2 separate regions of the Oryctolagus cuniculus genome follow, and region 2 is linked to region 1. The links are chromatin contacts, called in public Hi-C maps. All regions are on one chromosome and are shown on one strand. Each heading gives the region's core, a stretch centred on a gene start, on an enhancer-like site or on the middle of the called end of the contact. The rest is flanking DNA. Distances are from core to core; before and after follow the strand shown. Region 1 overlaps JAZF1 (JAZF zinc finger 1). Region 2 overlaps JAZF1 (JAZF zinc finger 1).

Evidence for each region. Hi-C and Micro-C count contacts between places; a contact is called where the count stands out from the background.
Region 2: a Hi-C map of embryonic fibroblasts shows a contact between it and region 1, with 2.7 times the contacts expected there. The contact joins two enhancer-like sites. A contact is called at or near these places in 3 of 6 Hi-C or Micro-C datasets (embryonic fibroblasts, skin fibroblasts and an unstated tissue).

Annotation. Positions count from the first base shown.
Region 1 is chr16:19,418,529-19,422,594 of mOryCun1.1, reverse strand. It overlaps JAZF1 (JAZF zinc finger 1), which reads left to right. Exons shown (of 7, transcript XM_070059687.1): 6 at 3,245-3,414. Among named protein-coding and RNA genes, the nearest start is that of TAX1BP1, 100 kb to the right of the region's middle. Within about 2 kb of position 1,739, at least 1 of the 8 cell types and tissues checked has an H3K27ac peak or open chromatin away from gene starts, as enhancers often do.
Region 2 is chr16:19,568,278-19,572,363 of mOryCun1.1, reverse strand. The region is part of intron 3 of JAZF1 (JAZF zinc finger 1); the gene reads left to right. Among named protein-coding and RNA genes, the nearest start is that of JAZF1, 180 kb to the left of the region's middle. Within about 2 kb of position 2,328, at least 1 of the 8 cell types and tissues checked has an H3K27ac peak or open chromatin away from gene starts, as enhancers often do.

The DNA of each region.
Region 1 (4,066 bases), core at 490-2,989:
TCTTCCCCCAACGTTCCTCCCCTTCCCCCTCCCCCTCCCTCCTCCCCCTCCCCCCTCCCTCTTCTCCCCACCTTTGGAAGACAGGAGGAAATGAACGAGGCAGAGAGGGTAGCCTGCAATTTCTGTCACTCCGGGTGCACCTGCCTCTCAGGTTGGCTCTTTCTCAGGCTCCAAGCAGTTTGGCAGGAGCCTGAGAGCAGGCGTCTCTCTGGCCACAGACGCAGTCCACGGAGCACCAGGGGCAAGCGTTGCCGGTGGGGCCGTGGAGGGACGCGGTGTCCCAGAGCGAGTCCTAGGAGCCACCGCAGCCTCTCTGGGCCTGCGAGGGCCCTCTGGCTGCTGGAGGGGATTCAACCCCTGAGCACCCTGGCAGTTGTCCTTGTTGAAAGGGCAGCCTTTGGGGTTCAGTGTACAGGCCTCACAGGGGGGCCTCACAGGGGGTCCTCACAGGGGGGTCTCACAGGGGGTCCTCACAGGGGCCTCACAGGGGTCTCACAGGGGTCCTCACAGGGGACCTCACAGGGGGTCCTCACAGGGGTCTCACAGGGGGTCCTCACAGGGGTCTCACAGGGGTCTCACAGGGGGTCCTCACAGGGGGTCCTCACGGGCCTCACAGGGGGTCCTCACAGGAGGCCTCACAGGGCTCTCACAGGGGTCTCACAGGGGGTCCTCACAGGGGGTCCTCACAGGGGCCTCACAGGGGTCTCATAGGGGGCCTCACAGGGGTCTCACGGGGGGGGGGGGGGGGGGGCCTCACAGTGGGTCCCTCCTGTGTGTCAAGCAAGGGTTTCCCATTCCTTCAGAACTACCCGATTTTTTATTTGGTTTTCTCTCTTGTTGTTACTACAGTGTTATTACTGGTTTTAGTCTTCCCCGCCTTCCAGTTCTTGGGCACTCACCACAGGCAGCCCGCCTGTGCCAGGCATTCCACACACACGATTCTAGTCTCCAAAGCGCTCTGGCCACACGTAGATTCGCACCCATTTGAGGGAAGAGAAAAGAAAAGCTGAGGAGCCGGGCTGTCTCCTAATGAGAACCGAGATGTGGCCCAGGGCTGTGGCGCCTTCTCATTGCTAACACAGGAGGGCAGGCCTGAGTGCCGTGCGTGGGAGACGCTGAGTGCCACCTAGGGTCTCGGGGTGCACTGTGACAGGGCGGGGGTGCCTGCCTGGGCTCAGAACGGGGCTGCGTTGTGCCTTTGTCCCCAGGCGTGGATGAGGTTCTGTGGTCGCTGCTGCCTGTCTGGGGCTGGACGCCATGTGGTTTCCAGCATCCACCCGAGGGCCTGTTCCTTTTGATCCGCGGGTTTTGAAGTTTTATCTTCTGCTGAGCTTCGTTAAGCCCTCAGTCGGCCTGAAGATCCCAGCCCCCTGCGCTGGAGACGCTGTGTGCCTCTTGGCTTCAGGTTCACAAATTGGCCCAATTAGATGGGTAAATGAGCCACTCTAGCTTTCTGGAGCCCTGGTGAAGAGCTTTGCAAAATAAAATAGCACTTCTAGTTTTCTAGCAAGCAGTCTGCAGGAGAGCAGCATGTGGCGTCTGTTGCAAAGTGCGCGGCTCGAGCCACGCCCAGCTTGAAAGCAGACTTTGAGACCTCCCCGCCGACAGACAGGGCGGGGGACCCACGGCCCCGGGCCCTGCCCCCAAGGCCGGGCTGCACGAGCGTTCCCAGGCTGGCACTGGCGTTTTGGGGGAGCTGTAGCCAAGAACGGCGGGGTGTACCAGCAGCCACGTACAGATGATTTTATTCTGCACTGCCCGAGAGCGCCTGACAAGCGGGCTCAGCACAGCCGGCCGGCGTGGGAAGCAGTGGGGAGGCAGCAACTCCCAGGTGAGGGCAGCTTGGGACAGGCGGTGTCCCCCGGGGACTGAGGACACACACGCGCTCGAACCCCCCACCGGGGCTGTTTCCTGTGTGTATAAAAGTGACAGTAATCCGCACCTCATAGGGTTTCGCCAGGGAGGATTAAATGAGATAATTCGTGTAACGTGCTTGAAACATAATAGGCACTCAATAAACTCACGGGCCCTTCCTTCCTCCCCGGAGCCTTTCAACTCGGCCTCCCGCGCAGGCAGCCCTCTCGCCGGCTCAGCTGGCTCTTCAAACAATCTTATTAATGCCCATTAAGCTGAAACCCAATAAAAGTGCCAATAGTCGGTGTTGAAATAATTGATGTCGCCGACCGCGCCCGGGGAGCACCCAGGCAGCCCCCCACCCCCCACCCCCGGCCGGCCAGCCTCACACCTGGGGGATGAATTTCACAACTGTAATTGCTGCCATATAATTCTTATTAATGTTGTGCTATAATTCCTATTTATTCCACGGGGCTTGTAAATGCATTAGGACTTGTCAACATATTATCGTACGCCGTTTATGATCTGTGGAATTATGTCCTCTAGGGCCGCATTGTGCAGAAGGCTCAGGATCGATGCTTCGGGCCTCGTTAAGGGAGCGCCGGGAGGGGCTGCCAGCCGCCCCCGCCCCGGCCCTTGCCCCAAACTCAAGTCCACAGTGCAGATTTTCAGTTCAGTTCTCAGCATGGCCCTCGATCTTCCGGAATAGGAGAGAACACCTTCCCCACCCCCACCACCAGCCCCCTACCCCGGCTGCACCCTGTAACTGTGAGGGAAGCAAGCGTGGGGGCTCGGGCCAGGGCCGAGTGTGTAGCCGCGGCTCGGCCGCCCAGGAGCCAGAGCTGCACTCACTTTCTGCGCCCGGCACTTCCGCCCTTCGCTCCCGAGCGAGCCCAGGAACCTCCTTGCAGCTGCAAATTGCTTCCGGGTCTTCCCAGATCAAATTTATTTTCTAAAAAATGCATTCCCGCTGGAACCACCTACTACGTGCAAAACACACTGCCTTCCCGGAGCTGCTGTCACGTGCTAGGACGCTGAGCTGTGGCCTGGGTCTGGATTCCACCCACCAGCATGGCAGGCAGTGCCTGCGCAGGGCGAGAGGAGGCGCCGCCATGGCCACCAGTGCTCACTGGCGTTGCGGCAGAGCCTGCTCCAAGCCTCTGCCCAGCTGGCCTGCCACAGAATCAAGTTCAGGCCCTTGCTCTGCCACCTCTCAGCCATGCATGTGGGGGGAGCCGTTCCCCTCCTCCCTTCCAGGGCTGTCAGGGAGTCCCTGTGCCTGGAGTCCCCCAGGGCAGCCAGAGCGGTGCTGACTGTGTCCGGGGCGGCCGGGCCGGCCTGAGCGGAGCTGCCCGCCCCTGAATGCCGCGTGGCTCTTGTGCTCCCGCAGGCAGCGAGTACGACGAGGAGGAGGTGGACTACGAGCAGTCAGACAGCGACGAGTCCTGGACCACAGAGAGCGCCATCAGCTCCGAGGCCATCCTCAGCTCCATGTGCATGAACGGAGGCGAAGAGAAGCCTTTCGCCTGCCCGGTGCCTGGGTGCAAGAAGAGATACAAGGTACACAGGGGGCGCTGGGCACCGGGCACCCCCGCGGGGGACGGGCGGGCCTCGGGGAGGCAGTGCGGCCCTGCTTCCACAGATGGTGGGGGGCGAGGGCCCTGTGCGGCGGGGCGGGGCCCTCACGCACTTTCATGTGCACCTGCGGCTGAGCAGGAGGTGGGAGGAGAACTAGTGGGGGATGGAGCCCGGGACGTGCCTCGATCTGGCCGTAGGAGCATGGGCCCGAGGGTCGGGATAGCGAGAGCGGCGCCCTCTGTATTTGCCCAACACCTCGCCCCGTGGCTTCTCAGCAGGGGCTCAGGGAAGACCCTGGCCCCCCTGGGAGACCCGGAAGCCTGAGAGGGGGATCCGGAGAGAACAGAACGGAGCTTCGAATTTTTTTTCTCCCGGTCACCAAACCGCGCCAGTCAGCTCCAGCCTCCTGTGCAGGCAGCTGGGGGCCCAGATTCCACCCCCCCCATTCAGAAAACTCATGGAGGCGGAACACTGGGAGACACCCCAGCGTGGAGCGGGGCACCCAGGGGTGTCTTACAGAATGGAATCGTGAACTTTGCCAGAAGGCGTTCGCAGCTCTTGCAAATCCAAGTGCGAGGTGGGAATGGGAGGAGCAGGAACGGGCCGGGGCCTTCATGCCACCGCGGCACGCAGA
Region 2 (4,086 bases), core at 1,079-3,578, 150 kb before region 1:
CACATGCACACACCCTCATACAGTCACACACACATACGCTCTGTTATACTCACACATTCACTCATACACCGTTACACACATAGTCACACATTCACAATCAGACTCATGCACACACCCTCACATACAGTCACATTCACCCTCACACAGTTACACATGCTCACATATACTCACACACTCATGCACATAGTCATGCATTCACACACACTCATGCACACACCCAGTCACACACTCACACTCACACACTCAGCCTCTGCTGTTGATAGGTCTGAGGGGTAGAGCGCTGAGCATCTGCCAAGCTCCCAGAATACCCCCTGCCAGCCCAGGGCCACGCCTTCCTACAGCTGCTCTGAGCACAGATTAGGGTTTTTTTTTTTATTTTTTGACAGGCAGAGTGGACAGTGAGAGAGAGAGACAGAGAGAAAGGTCTTCCTTTGCCGTTGGTTCACCCTCCAATGGCCGCCGCGGCCGGCGCGCTGCAGCCAGTGCACCGTGCTGATCCGATGGCAGGAGCCAGGTAGTTATCCTGGTCTCCCATGGGGTGCAGGGCCCAAGTACTTGGGCCATCCTCCACTGCACTCCCTGGCCACAGCAGAGAGCTGGCCTGGAAGAGGGGCAACCGGGACAGAATCTGGCGCCCCAAAGGGACTAGAACCCAGTGTGCCGGCGCCGCAAGGCGGAGGATTAGCCTACTGAGCTGCGGCGCCGGCTGATTAGGGTTTTGTATGGTGGGGTGGGTAGGTCGCCATGCCCCTGCCACTCTCTCCTAATAACAGAGAACTTTTTCAGAGGCCACAGTTTCCTGTTTACTTTTGCTCCAGAAAGCCCACCAACATTAACTGTATCACCACCCAAAGGTATTCCAACTTCTGACGCCCACTTTTATTAGCTCTGTCCCAGCTCCATTTGTGTTGCTGCTCAGTGGCTGGTGTCCCGGCACCAGTCGTGAAAACCGAAGGCACTGGGCTTTGTCCTAACCCGCCTCCCCTTGCAGGAAAGGGCACTTGGCGGAAGGGGAACGTTCTCCCCCAGGCACTCCTAGCGCAGTGTCTCTTTGGGCGGCTACGAGAAGCTTGGGTTGTTAACCATGGTATTTTCACAGCTGTGGATCGAGCTCTGGAGCCGGTGCAGCAAGCAGCCATGGGTTTGTTTTCTGGCCGAGGGCGGCCACTGCTTGCTTTGGGAAAAAAGGATCTGGCGCCTGTTTCTAAGAAAGTGCACTGTAACCTGTAGTGCAAGGTGACAGCAGGCTGCCGTTCCTGCGGCCACACCCTCACTGGCCTCGCAGTGGACACGCGATGGGTGACTCAGGCTACAAAAATTCATGAGTGCCAACCAAACTAGAGTCGCGGACCAAAGGGCAGGTTGCGTCAGCCCTGGTCTCTCTGTGGCTGGCAGTCGGGTCGGATTAAAGACCTGTGCATTCTCTGCCTCCTCGGAGTCACTGCCACCCCAGCTGTCTAGCGTATGGCACGTGCTGTCTGGTCTGAGCCGACCAGGCCACGGTAGTTCTGGGATCAGCAGCTCCAGCTGGGAACTCGTTAGATGCATTGTCTCGGGCCCTTCCCCAGAGCGTCGGGCTCCGGCGCTGCAGGTGACTCCGATGCACGCCCATGTTTACCAAGTTCTTCCACGCCCTGCTAGGGCCTGAGCCACGCTGAAGCACCACCCCTCCCCACACACACCTTCTTTCCCCAAACACAAGAGAGTCTGCTGCTTGTTCAATTGATGCTGGATGCGTGAGGAACCACGGGCTTGTCCTAGCGCAGCGCTCGCAGCTTGGCTGCACATTAGGACCACCTGGGGGCAGCGCAGGTGCCTCACTTCACAGCCCTCTCATCCCAGTTAATGCAAAATGGCCCTGGACTGTGCTGAGACGTAACTACTTTATAAAGCAGCCCAGGGTGAGGTGCGCTGGCCTTGGGAGAGCGAACACGGGGCAGGAGGTGCAGGCACCCTCGGGAGGCCCACGTTCCCCAGGCTGGGGCTGGCGCTGGGGCTGGCGGAGGGCGGAGGTGACAGAGAGGAAGTCCCCAAAGTGCTTTCCTCAAAGCTCTACTCCAAGGAAGACCAAAGGCAGGTTAACATGCGGGCTCTGCGTGGGTCCACAGGGGATTTCCAGAGAAACGGAGCATCTCGGGACAGGCCGCTTTGTTCTCATGTGCACGAGATGCACCCTCGGCCTGCATCCCAGGCCTGGGGCCCCCTCCGAGGGGGCTGCCGGGCTCTGGTGACCCCTCGGAAACACCCTCCTAGTTCTGTCCTGGGCCCCGTGGAGCCCCCTGGGCGCCCCCTTCCTCCCTGGAATCCCCTCAGGGGGAGCACAGGGGGAGCTCTGGATGCAGCCCCTGCCCCTCGCGGGCCATCCTGTCAGCCACAGCTTTTCTTCCCCACAACGTCGGTCCTTAGCTTCCCCCTGTGCTTCAACTAAGAGGGTTTTGGTTTTGTTTTTTTAAAGAAGAAAAGGGAATGTTTCCATAATAAATAATTCCTTATTCGTGAGTCTGTCCATGTCTGATTCAGAAGGTCAGGTGGGGAGATTTAATGTGAAATATTAGCTGTCTTTGCCAATTGCTGCGCCCTGTTACCATGCCATAAGCCAGGAATAGAAGTGACCTGTTTGCAGTGACAGATCAAAATTTAGTGCCGTGCTGATGGTCCAGAATGAAGATTTTTTGACACAGTAAATGAAATACGTACCCGTGCATTTCTGGTTGGGATTTAGCTGACCAAGTAGTTCAGTTATAATTATATTATTTTTACTCCTGGAGATCATTACTCTGGATGAAAAATGCCTCAGCATTCAGACTGTTAAGATGTGGATGGCGAACATTATTTAAAACAAAATTATTTTTTTTCTGGACTATGAAATGGCTTTATGGGCATGTAGAAGCTAGAATATGGTTGTTAGCATTTAAAATTAAATAAAAACATGGAAAGTAATTTTTTTTTGTTTCAAAAATAAGCCCTACCGTCCGTCATTGTAGGCTGCCTCCTGTGATCCATCTCCTGTCCCTTAAGCCCCTTATAATGCAGTGAGGAGCCCCGTCTTGCAGCTACGTAGTCAACATAAATCTGAGGATCTGAATTTTATAAAAGGGCATTGAGGGAGGGCTGTGGGGTTGGTTTATCATGTTTTTATGAGGAGGCAATGCTTTGGGGATTGAAACTTTTTTTTTTTTTAAAGATTCACTTATTTGAAAGTCAGGTTAGAAGGGGAGAGAGAGGGATCTTCATCTGCTGGTTCACTCCCCAGATGGCTGCAGGGGCCAGGGCTGGCCCAGACTGAAGCCAGGAGCCCAGAGCTGCTTCGGGGTCTCCCACGTGGATGAGGGGGCCCAAGCACTTGAATATCTGCTGCTGCTTTTCCCAGGCCATTATCAGGGAGCTGGATCAGAAGTGGCGCAGCAGACTTGAACTGGCATCCATATGGGATGGATGCCAGCGCTGTAGGCAGAAGCTTTACTTGCTACGTGACAGCACCGGCCCCTGAAATATCTTAAAAGTAGTTGTAAGTCTGATCTGACCTCTGGATCACTGCATGTGGTCTTTTTTTTTTTTTTTTTTTTGGTCAACATCTCCCTGGGCTCTGATTACCCAGGTGTTAGAAGGACTTCAAATGTGCTGTCAACCGCGGGTTTGAAAGGCTGTGTGTTAACAAGGCACAGAGGTGCTGCCACCAGCCGCAACACCTGACCGTGTTTGCCTTACGGCAGCTTCCTCCCCGCCCTCTGTACTGCAGCACCTGCGGTGTCTGGTGCTGCAAGAAGACACCTTTCACAGAGAACATGTGTAAGATTTAAGGTGGTCTCCCTCTGACCACTGCCTTTTTTGTGATATGATGTCTTCCTTCTCTACAATGCATTTTAAAACCCAGAAGTTTAAACCTAGACTTCCTGGGGAGTCATTGTTCTAAATCTGAAAGGTGAGTTTTAAGGAGACTGTAATCAGAGTTAACCTGTGTTTATGAAAAGGAGAAATCCCTAGGTGATTACCTTTCTTCCAGCTCTCCAAAGACCTTTCCTCTAAACTCCGCAGGTCTCTTCTCCGTTGACTTGATTAATGAATATTTTACCCACTAAAATTGGC